3 separate regions of the Mus musculus genome follow, and all the other regions are linked to region 1. The links are chromatin contacts, called in public HiCAR-type and HiChIP or PLAC-seq maps. All regions are on one chromosome and are shown on one strand. The core of a region is the stretch at or near the end of the contact, and the rest is flanking DNA. Distances in the headings are between cores, read along the strand shown. Region 1 holds the start of 1700023C21Rik (RIKEN cDNA 1700023C21 gene). Region 2 holds the start of Abca5 (ATP-binding cassette, sub-family A (ABC1), member 5). Region 3 holds the start of Amz2 (archaelysin family metallopeptidase 2).

Region 1 (3,654 bases), core at 460-2,959:
TGTAAATGTGTAACCTGAAAAGCCAGACAAAACAGGAAGTGAGGAAACTCCACTGTCTGTAACAAGGGAGAAGGGTCCACAGAAACTCTTTCATTATTAGTTAATTAATTTTTGAAATAGGATCTCCCAAAGCCCAGATTGGTTTCAAAAGCACTATGTAGCTGACCTTGAATTCTTGATCTCTCTATCTTCCAAATACTGGGATTATAGACATGTTGTCAGCACATCTGGTTAGTGCAATGCTGGGGACGGGAGCTAGGACTTTCCTTCATGCCAGGCAGGCACTCTACCAATTGAACTATACCCTCAGACTTCCTTCCCAAAGTTCCTCTATTAGCACAGAGAAGAGACGGTCTGAGATGAAGGTCCCTTCTTACAAGTTCTTCCTCCCTTTGGGCAGCTTGGAGCTCCAGGACTATAAAACAACAGATTTTTTTCCAATTGCTTTGCACAGCAGAGGGAGTCCCAAATGTCACACACTTGAACTCCTTTGATTCTTGGAAGGAGGGCCAGCTGCCGACAGCTAGCAGCCAGGGGAGTGGAGGAGTCTGTTGGTACAAGGGAAAAATAAAATCCTCCACACTAACTGGCTTGTGACTCCTCAGGACCCTGCAAGAGCAGTATGCTGGTTTTATTCCTCGGTGATTTTCTTTGACCGTAAATATTCAGTATGCCAAAATGTTTACGTCCAGGGAATACTAAATACATGAATCCTTATCAAGTCCTACCCACAGAGACCCAAATCCTGATGGAATGTAAGTTTTCTGTAGTCACTTTCTCTCTTGGACTTCATTGAGAACCTTGTACAAAAAGCAATGCATTTAAGTAAATTAAAATCAGCCCCATCTAGCAAGTCATTTACTATAAATGGGCTAAATACTATAATTAAAAAAGACATGACTGGATAACAAAACAGAATCAGACCCAGTCTAAGCAGAGGAAAGAGACATATTTAACAGAGTGACACACGGACTACAAAGATAAAAGCATGAGAAGAGAAATGCTCTGGAAAAGGCAAGTTAAAAGAAAGTGTGAAGTTAAAACTAAGACAAAGGCGCTGCTCTTCCAGAGGTCCTGAGTTCAATTCCCAGCAGCCACATGGTGACTCAAAACCATTTGTAATAGGATCTGATGCCCTCTTCTGGTGTGTCTGAGGACAGTGTACTCACACTAAATAAATAAACAAACAAATAAATCAATCAATAAATAAATCTAAAAGCAAAACAAAACAGACAAAACCCCAAGACAAAGAAATCAAAGACATCAGCTAGCCCCACCCTCTGCCACAAAACCCCAAGAACAATACACAAGCGACAACACTTTATAATATTAAAAGAGACTCATATTTAAGCCCTAAGTATGTCCTGTGGTCCACAGGGCCGCTAAGAGTAGTTTTCTTTCTTCTTGTGAATGTGTAAGAAACTGGATTCAATCCCCACCACAAACAACAAACAAACAAACAAACAAACAAACAAACAAACATCTCAAAATAGACTCTGTGAAAGAAAGAAAAACAACAGCTGGTGTCCATCATGAACATGGCTGCTCTGTGTGTTTGTAAACCATGTTGAAGTGGAACACAGGCATGACCACTTCAGTGACATTCCGTTGTTGTGGTCACATCAGCAGAGCAGAATCCAGTAGCTGTGACGTAACTGCCTGGTGCATAGAGCCCAACAACTGTAATGTAACAACATAAAACTCTTTCTGTGGCGGTTAGGAGGCAGCCGAACCAGTTGAGGCCTCAGGGCCAAGAAATCTGAGAAGCAGAAAAAACCCTAAGGTGCCACATTTGGTTTCTTCCCCTCAGGGTCTTTGTCTGCCACACCACAGGTCTCTGAGAACCAAATGAGGTTGCGAGCAGTCTGTTGCTGTTGTGCTGGCAGGGGACAGATGGGTGAGTTGAGCATCACCAAGGGAGCCAGGACTGCAGACGCCAGAGTCCCGGGAAAGTAAAGGGCAGGAGAGCGAGCAGCATGTTCTAAGTGTAGCTTCCCTTTGAAGCAGCTGCCGACTCCTGACCTCTGTGTTCTACATCCGCTTCTATTTTTTTCCTCCTTCTTTTATTAATTCTTTGAAGATTTTGTACAATTCATTTTGATGATATTCACCCCTGTTCCCCTACCATTCAAGGTCCATTCCTCCTTCCTAGCCACTCAAATTTGTGCCCCCCCCCCAACTCATTTAATACAGTTTGTATCTCATATGCTCTTGGATGTATGGTCTTCTCTCTGGGGGCTGCTCTATCCACCAGAGAGAGGGCCACAGTACTGAAGAAAATAACTGCCTCTCCCAGAAGCTTGCAGCTTCCAATGGGTCCTTAGCTAGGGGTGGGACTTCACCTCCGCGCTCCATGCTGGGATTTTGTTTGGCTTGAGCTGGCGCGCAAGGTCTTGTGCGTGCTGTTTCAACTGCTGTGAGTTCATTTGTACAGCTGTCCTGCGATATCCAGAAAGCAGTTTCCTGGTAGTCAGCCCAACACCAACTCTGCCTCTTACAATCTTTCTGTCAGAAGAGGGTAGCAGAGCAAGGCGCTGGATGGAGGTTGTGGGACAACTAAGCACTGATTGATTGATTGATTGATTTTAAAGCTTGATAAGCTTCCTGGGAGGGTCAGATAAGCGGCATCTTAAGTCAGGTTTGGTAGGCATCCCAGGGCAGATTTGCTAAGCGTCCAACGAAGGGTTTGAGAAGGACCCTGGGCTCTCAGACCAACCCCCTAAAGTACTGTTCACCCGGCTCCAGGGCAACTAGAGATATTCACCAGTTTTCATGTTGCTTATAAATGTTATCAGTTACTCTATTATTTTTAATTTGACCCTGGCAGCCACCCCCCCCCCCCACCAATAATTGAGACAGAGTCCTACTAGACTTATTTAATCAACTTTAACACAATTACTGAGCGAATTACCTCTAATCTATTTTTCTAAGGCTAGACTGTCTAATTCCCCAGCCTTGCTCCCCAAGTGCTAGCAGTTTGAGTCTTGTCCGGGCTTATTTTTGCTCCATCAGTCTGTCCTCAGGGGACATTTCACTTGCCACTGCCACCGTGCCCCTGGCCCAATTAGTCTAACTGAGACCTCCTGTCCCCTCCTTACTTTCTCCTTCCCTTCCTTCCTCCTCCCTCTCTCCCTCTCAGGGACCCTACCTGTGATCCCCAGCCCAGTAGCCGAAGCCCCGCCCACATTTATTCTCCCCAGTAATTGGCTATAGTCACTTACATTTAACCAATAGCTTTGAATTGGGGAGCAAGGTTTATACAACATCCTTTGGTAAAAATGTGCTCTTGGGGGGCCAGTATTTAGCATTTGAATAAATACACAGCAGCACTTCCAGGTGGAGGTGACTTAATTAAATATTTATTTAATCATCTTTGGAAGAAAATAACATTACCAATAATCTCCCCAGGTTTTTCGTTTGTTTGGGTTGGTTTGGTTTAGTTTTGTTTGTTTGTTTGTATTTTGTTTTTGTTTTTCAGTGCTGGCTATCAAACCCAGGACCTCACACATGCTATTTAAGGTAACAATTCCATGGTTGGGCTAAATCTCCAGCCTGGGGCTTCATATTATTTTTAATGTATAATGTCTGACAGCCAAATAAAAATTACCAGACATGCTCAGAAACAGGGCCAACTGACCTGATATTAGAAAGGAA
Region 2 (3,654 bases), core at 776-3,275, 490 kb after region 1:
ACCTCTACACCCAAGGGAGATGCTTCACACTTTAGAAGTCCACTGACTGCCTCAATCCTCAAAACCCCTCCATCTCCATCTCCACCATCACCTACAAACTGCAATCTGGATTCCTACTTCAGTGAGAAAACAGAAACAATCCAAAGAAACGGCTCCACCACTCCAACCACTCGCTGACATCTGGGCCTCCAATAATTTACATGTTAAACAACGTGCATGGCTGCCATTCCCCCGAGAACTCTAAACCACAGAAACGTAAATGCCATCCAGTTTAACTATACTTTTAAATTAAGATTTAATTTTTTGAAAAGAGCTGCTAATCTGTCTAGCAATGCACTGAAAGAGAAACCTATCCAGCTATTTTACTGGCTTCATAATGGGTATAATAAACCTTTAAATTTAACAGAAGGCATCATAAACGCTTTCTTCGCTGATCTTTTAAAATTTACCAAAAGTAGTGACATAAAGCAAGATACTAATGCCAGTAAAGTTTGACCTAAGTTTTATGACAGAACGCCTTGCTGGAGGAAAACGATGTAACAGTACCCATATGGCAAGTCAGCTAATAGTTTTCTTTATATATAATGTTTATAAAAGTATAAAGTTTGCACTGTATAAAAGTTTTAAGTTTGCACTTAAAACTATTTCCAGTGTAATCTACACACTAATGAGGACTACAATTTATATTAGTATGAGTTGCTTTTATATAATTACTCTTTCAATTAAACTCAATGGCAGACATTACATACTATATTCATCTAGGAACTTTAGGAACAAAATGATTACCTGGCATGTAACGAACATATTAATAAATTTATGCAAAATTTAAGAGTTCCCTATGTTTAATAGAATTTGAAGTTTTGCATTATCAAGGACACATCTGCCTAAATGACCCACATTCAAAGATCACTGTCTCTTAAATCTGCTTTCAGGATAAACACACACAAAGTGTTCTCATAATGTTCTTATCTATTGAGTCTTCTCTGACGAGACATAAAAATGCTCTCTGGGCAAACATAAAATAGAGTGAGGAAAGCACCAGGATTAGAGAGTCTGGAATCTCAGAGGGAGAATCTCAGTACCTCATTTTTTTCCCCAGCTGGGACCTTAATAAAGTTATTTAACCTCTTTAAGACCCATATTTCCCACACAGAGTACCATCTCCAACCTCAGAGCAGCTGTCAAGATGAAGTAATACTGACCCTGGCTCTGAGCCAGGATCTAACCTCATCTGGGGCTCCAGAATGTCCTTAATTTTTGTCCTCAGACTTGATTCTTTGAAAACGTAAAGCGAAGCTTTTAGAGAGCTGGGGCGAAAATCCTCAACTCCGACTGCCCCAGAGGCCGCTGTCCCCCATGGACCTCGCTTTCTCCTCCTCCCTGAAACCTTTCCGCGCCTGGGAATCTTCGTTAGCTATGTTTGGGGAATTCAGATTATTTTCAACCCCAAAACCGTGTCACGAGCTCTGCGGCTTTTCCTCTCACCCCGAGTCCTCTGGTCACACATGATCCGCTACCCGATCTGCGCCCCAAGTAGGGCGATGCTCCTGAGCCCTCAGGGGGAAAACTGACTTCGGTTTGGTTTGGGCTTTTATTTAATTTCGGTTTGTCCTTTCTTTTCCTTCTGCCTCTCTAGAAGTTCTGAGGATGTCGCTAGCCCAGGGATCCCTGTCAGCGCCCGCCACCCGCCAGCATCCTCCGGCTCCCCGCGGCCCGCCACACCCTCCCCTCTCCTCATTCCCTAGCTGCTCGGCCATCTCCACGGTCCATGCCCCGTCCCCGCCGCCGCGTCACCTCTCTCCGCAGACACGAATGGCGAGCGACCTCGAGCGCCGCGGGCCTCGGCGTCTCCTCACCCCGGCGTCGCAGCCGCAGCGCTGTCAGGCCCAAGCCGCGAGCTTACCTGCGGCGACCGCGACCGCGGTAAGTGACGGAGCTCGGAAATTCTGCGCGGAGACGCGGTCCGCGAGGCCGAGCGCGCGCGTGCCCGCCGCCCCGCTACGCCGAGAGAGCCGCGCGCGCCGCCGGAGACACGCCCCCTGCCCGCCCCTGAATGCACCTGAGGGCGGGGCGTGCGTAATGCGCGTGCTCCTGGAGCTCGAGACGGGAGCGCGCTTGGGGGCGGGGCTACTGGGGGCGGGGCTCCGGCGGAGGTGAGCGCGGCGAACGAGTCGCAGAGTACTTGGTTGGACCTGCCGACTCTAGCTCAGGTGCTCAGAACCTCCTGGGGAGCTCGCCGCACCCTCCACCGAGGCTCGATGGGTTTGAGGAGACTTCTGTCGCCTCAAGAAGGACGGCCTTGGTTCTCCACCCTCCCATCTGCCTCTGTTCCCTTGTATTTAAAGAGTTGATAAAAGTCTGACACTCCTCCCTCTTGCTGCAGCGTCCTCCCTCCTCGTTTCTGTAAAGACTGCCTTCTCCTCTCCAACCTCAGACTACCACCTTGAACATCCTACCGGTTCCTTCAAACATCCTCCGAAAATCTGCAAGTGTTGACTTCTGGCAAAGACTATATACCACGCTTAATTTTTACTTAAAATGCAAACTGATGTTTGGAATGTCGTTACCCAAAGTGATCGAAACAAGGGCCAAAGGTATTGCAAAGTAAAGTTCACAATACCAAAATTACACATCCCTGAGGAAGACTGATCCTTTCTTATCCAGAAGCCACAAACTGCCAATTCATAACACACACACACACACACACACACACACACTATTCATGCTGGAATTTTTGCTGGCTTGATACTGAATGTGTCTGGTGTGTGCAGTCCCCAGTGCTATGTGTTACAGTTACTTTCGAAAACATCTTCAGCTCTGTGAATGTGAACATTCATACATATTTTGTGTATGTGTGTGTAGTTCTCAAATTGAAAACTAAGTCTATAGAATGTGTTCTGCTTTATTATAGATGTGGACGTTTTGCCTGCATGTGTGTGTACACTATCATAGAGCCTGACACAATGATATCTTTCCTCTCAAACACCCCACTTGGCACCATAGTATCCCTTTCACTGTCTTACATGCTAATCTCTTCAGCTACATCATATGTAGCCTGAAGTTAAGAACTTTTTCTTATACCAATTTAAATTTTCAGGTCTTGCGAATCATAAACTATGGTAAATACTGCTAATAATACTACTGATGAGAGAAAACACCTACAAGAAAGGTATGTAAATATTTTTATCTTCACAAAAAATACCTACTCACTTAACAAAATTGCACCCATAGAAACAGAAAATATTAAAATTCTATTATAGGAGTGGACTTGTAGTTCAGTGATAGTCTGCTTGCCTAGATTGTACAAGGTCCTGGCTTTAAACCCCAGCAACACACACACACACATACGACTTATAAAATGGACAACAAGATTATAGGCTTGTAAGAATAACATAGAACACAGAGAAAAATATTTTAAATAAAAAAATTACTACAAATTAATGTGTAGGTTGTGACATATTTTACTGCCTCTACGCAAACTATTTATCAGACTATTTATATCTTGTAATCAGGCTGGTCACACGATGTCTGCCTAAATGTCCACAACTACCAGGTTTTAATAGTAAAACAGCGGCCAGAGAGAATGATGCTTCCTTCCACCCTTCTGTATCTAGGAAATAGAAACAAGCAATAAGCACATCTTGGTTGTCATGG
Region 3 (3,654 bases), core at 495-2,994, 420 kb before region 1:
ATGCACCACGCATCTGCCATGTTATGTGATGAAAGAAAGAAAGAAAGAAAGAAAGAAAGAAAGAAAGAAAGAAAGAAAGAAAGAAAGAGAAAAGAGTGACACATTTAACAATGGGTGTGATTATGCATACTTGTGATCCTACCACCCCAGAGGCTGAGGCAGGAGATAGTTGTGAATCTGTGGCCAGCCTAGGCTATCTAGTAAGTTTCAGGTCAGATGTGGTGCTGGACTGAGTAGGGAAGAATTCACCTAGATGATGTAAACTGCAAAGCCTACTGTGCATCCTCTGGCTACACGGGACCATGAATAATTTCTGATTATTGGCAGGACTATTTGTCTGCAATGATATGGATTAGTTATTCTGAAATTACCCTCAGTGCATATTGTACCACAGAGCAGTTAAATGCAGAAGTAAATTATGAATAGTGGGAGACAGACTTTTCATTAGTATGGAAGGGAGTGCACACAGAAAAATGGAAAGCAGGAACCTTGTGGTGTTAGACTGCAATCAGAGTGATTGGTAGGAATTCCCAGTGTAGGTGTCCTGTGACTACTTAGAAAAAATTGCTTGTTTAGAAGCATGCTCTGGAGTATTTACACTAAAGGGGCATCATGTCTACAGCTGATTAAAAATGTCCCGGGAGAAAAAAATGGTCAGGTTGTTGGGGAGTGACCTCATGGGAGGAGAAAGAGGATCAGAGGGGGTCCTGGGGAAATATAACCGAAGTATGAAAATTTGAAAGAATATACATGTATGTGTCTCTCTCTGTATGTGTGTATACAGTGCTCAGAAGTCAGACACAGGAACATTCTCTGCTACATAGTGAGTTCAAGGCCAGCCTTGACAGGAGACCCTCCCCAAATAAGCCACTTTTGTCAACTTGGTAAGGGCAGTAAGGACAACATATATGAGCCTTGTTATAATAACTGGGCAAGGATAATTAGAGCAGTGTGCACAAGGCAAGAAGAGAGCAAAAAGTTTGGGGGTTGGGTAGGAAGAAGGGTACAGACATGTGGGGTATGCAGTCTTTAACTTCCAAGGATGAGAGGATGTTGATAAAATAGTGGCATCATCCCCTTGTTTGACCTTCCTGGGGCCAGAAGCGCCCAGAGATGCAAAAGGATTGAATAGGTATATGCTGGGGGCGGGGATCAGGAGATCTGGCCCTGGGGTTTCCCCTTCCAGAGTCTCCTGGGGGTCCGAGCTCTAAGCTCTTAGTTCCCCAAGTACCAAAGGCAACCCTATGCCCCACGCCCTAGGATGCAGCCCTGCTTCCTGACAGCGGTGAGGCCGCGACAGTCGGGCAAACCGACTAAGAAGGGAAAGTCCAAGCGGGTGATGTGTCAAGCCGCGGACACGGCTGACTTATTTGGACCCAGTGGTTAAATTACTCAGGCTCAGCCCACGGCAGGTGGTTCCGTGACCCTGCACCGCCCGCGAGGAGCGGGTCGCGGCGCCCCCGTGAGGGCCGACGCGAAACAGCGACGACTGGGGACTGTCCGACACTACATCGCCCCCTTACTACTTTAGTCAACCACACACAGCGTGAGTGTTGTGAAATGGACAGAGGTCACGCCTTCGGGGCGGGGTTACAGCACATGGGCGGGGCCTTTCTGGAGGAGTGGGGCGGGCTCAGTGTTTGGAGGAGGAGCCTTAGGAGGGAAGAGCGCAGATAGGAGGCGGGGCGACGATTGAGGGGCGGGAAGACGGGTCTTGCTAGTGGGCGGTGTGGGCGGGGCATGCGTGAAAGGGTGAGGTGCGTCCGCGCGAGGCGCATGCGTGCTAGGACCACCGTGGCAGCTTGAGGGCGGCCTAGAGGCCTGTCCGGGTGAGGGTGGTATGAGGAACCGTCAGGGCTGGGCAGGGGAGGAGGAGGAAGGTGTTGATCGTTGGGGAGGAGCGGATGTGGTGGGAGGGATGGCTGCGGCGGAAGCAGAGGGGACCTCGGGGGCAGGATGTCTCTTGGGAACAACGCGGGCCTTTCCGGTTGCTCCCTGGGTAGAAGACGCGAACTCTGAGTTCCGGGGAGGCCCCCCACTTTTGACTCAAGCAGAGACTGGGTGGCGTCTGCACCGGCCGTGCAAGTTGCTATGGGCAACCAGCTAGCACGTCTGGCGAGACCCACTTGGCGGGAGATGTTCCGGTTATAGAACCGAAGCATCTTAGGCCCCCGGTCCCTGCAGTGACTGTACGATGGCTCCCTGCACACTTCTTCAGCGACACCATCCACGTTGGACTAGGATGTGGAGGCCTTCTGACTTTCCACTCTGTCTCTTTTATTAGGGTGAAGGCCACACCCCTTTGCCAGACATGCATTGTCCTTAGAAAAACATAAATGGAAAAACAGCAGCTGGAGATTTCTCCTTTATAAAGGTAGGTAGACTGAATGGGGCCATGGTGATTTATTTTTTTTTTCTTTTTAAATTTCATCCTGTAAAAATAAAATCTCAGCCCAGATGTGCAGTACCGAGATGAGCTACACTCAGCGTAGTCTCTAGGATCCTTTCTAGTCAGTGTCACCCTCTTGAGCTCCAGAATTCAGAAGTTCACTGAGCACAGCAGTTAGCTTAAATTTCAAAATCAGTCGTTAATAAACTGAGAAATACAGAGAAACCCTGTCCCACCCCCCAACCCACCCCCAAAACAAAGCAGAACAAAAAACCAGCCAACCAACCAAACAAACAAAAATGGAAAAGGCCCTCAATTAGAAAACACAAACTAAATGGACAGAAACATTCATCTTTTTTTTCTTTTCTCACTCAAAAAGCGTCTGCTTGGTATGAAGGATGAACGTGCCACGTAGGGACTTGATAGGAATGGGGAAAGTCCTGTCACCATGAGTATGGCGTCTCATTGGTCATCTTAGATCTACCCCCGTGTCTTATGGCTGACAAGGTAAGCGTAAGGGGCTGAGATGGATCTTGCCAACCTGCAGTTAAATAACAGAACCATTACTCTTTTCCTTATTGAATATCTTTGAGTGACACTGGAAGGGATGCCGTTGATCCTGTGGACAAAGTGAGTCAGCTCAAAATATTATGATTGTTTTCAAATGACAGAGGACGTTGGGCATCAGTAGGATTTAAGAGTCACCGCTAGCCAGGCAGTGGTGGTGCACACGTTTAATCCCAGCACTTGGGAGGCAGAGGCAGGCGGATTTCTGAGTTCAAGACCAGCCTGGTCTACAGAGTGAGCTCCAGGACAGCCAGGGCTATACAGAGAAACCCTGTCTTGAAAAACCAAAAAAAGGAGCTGTTAGTTACTGTTTTTGAGACAATGTTGCTATATAACTCAGGCTGAGTGTCAACTTTCAATCTCCTGCCTCTGTCTCCTGAGTATTGGTTTACAGGTGTCGGCACTATGCCCAACTTGACAGTAGTTACTAGGATGGGAACAGCAGGCTCAGTGGGAGATACAAGAATGGTCTGAATGAATGGTTTTCCTTTTAATTCTTTCGTTACTTTCCCCCAATAAACTGATTGGACGCGGAGAAAACATTCTTTTTTATTTATTTATTTATTTTGGATTTTTTTTTTTTTTTTTTTTTTTTTTTTTTTTTGAGACAGGGTTTCTCTGTGTATCCCTGGCTGTCCTGGAACTCACTTTGTAGATCAGCCTGGCCTCGAACTCAGAAATCCGCCTGCCTCTGCCTC

The links. HiCAR-type assays count read pairs that join an accessible place to other places. HiChIP or PLAC-seq counts read pairs in DNA pulled down with a chosen protein or histone mark.
Region 2: a contact with region 1 is called in an H3K4me3 HiChIP or PLAC-seq map of embryonic stem cells, with 4 times the contacts expected there. The contact joins the promoter of Abca5 here to the promoter of 1700023C21Rik in region 1. A contact is called at or near these places in 2 of 39 promoter capture datasets (the C10 cell line and embryonic stem cells), 4 of 115 datasets of contacts at active chromatin or transcription factors (acute myeloid leukemia, embryonic midbrain and embryonic stem cells) and 1 of 9 other capture datasets (macrophages).
Region 3: a contact with region 1 is called in a HiCAR-type map of astrocytes, with 2.8 times the contacts expected there. The contact joins the promoter of Amz2 here to the promoter of 1700023C21Rik in region 1. A contact is called at or near these places in 2 of 39 promoter capture datasets (both in embryonic stem cells), 3 of 484 Hi-C or Micro-C datasets (the N1E-115 cell line, embryonic stem cells and natural killer cells), 3 of 115 datasets of contacts at active chromatin or transcription factors (astrocytes, regulatory T cells and stem cell-derived neural progenitor cells) and 2 of 9 other capture datasets (adipose tissue and liver).

What each region holds. Positions count from the first base shown.
Region 1 is chr11:109,844,169-109,847,822 of GRCm38.p6, forward strand. 1700023C21Rik (RIKEN cDNA 1700023C21 gene) reads left to right here and starts at 1,710. Exons shown (of 3, transcript NR_045909.1): 1 at 1,710-1,897; 2 at 3,479-3,519.
Region 2 is chr11:110,335,691-110,339,344 of GRCm38.p6, forward strand. It overlaps Abca5 (ATP-binding cassette, sub-family A (ABC1), member 5), which reads right to left and starts at 2,026. Exons shown (of 39, transcript NM_147219.2): 1 at 1,795-2,026. Gm39445 (a long non-coding RNA gene) reads left to right here and starts at 2,148. Exons shown (of 3, transcript XR_880289.1): 1 at 2,148-2,594; 2 at 3,098-3,169.
Region 3 is chr11:109,424,202-109,427,855 of GRCm38.p6, forward strand. It overlaps Amz2 (archaelysin family metallopeptidase 2), which reads left to right and starts at 1,745. Exons shown (of 9, transcript NM_025275.4): 1 at 1,745-1,829; 2 at 2,285-2,374; 3 at 2,769-2,896. The coding sequence starts at 2,885.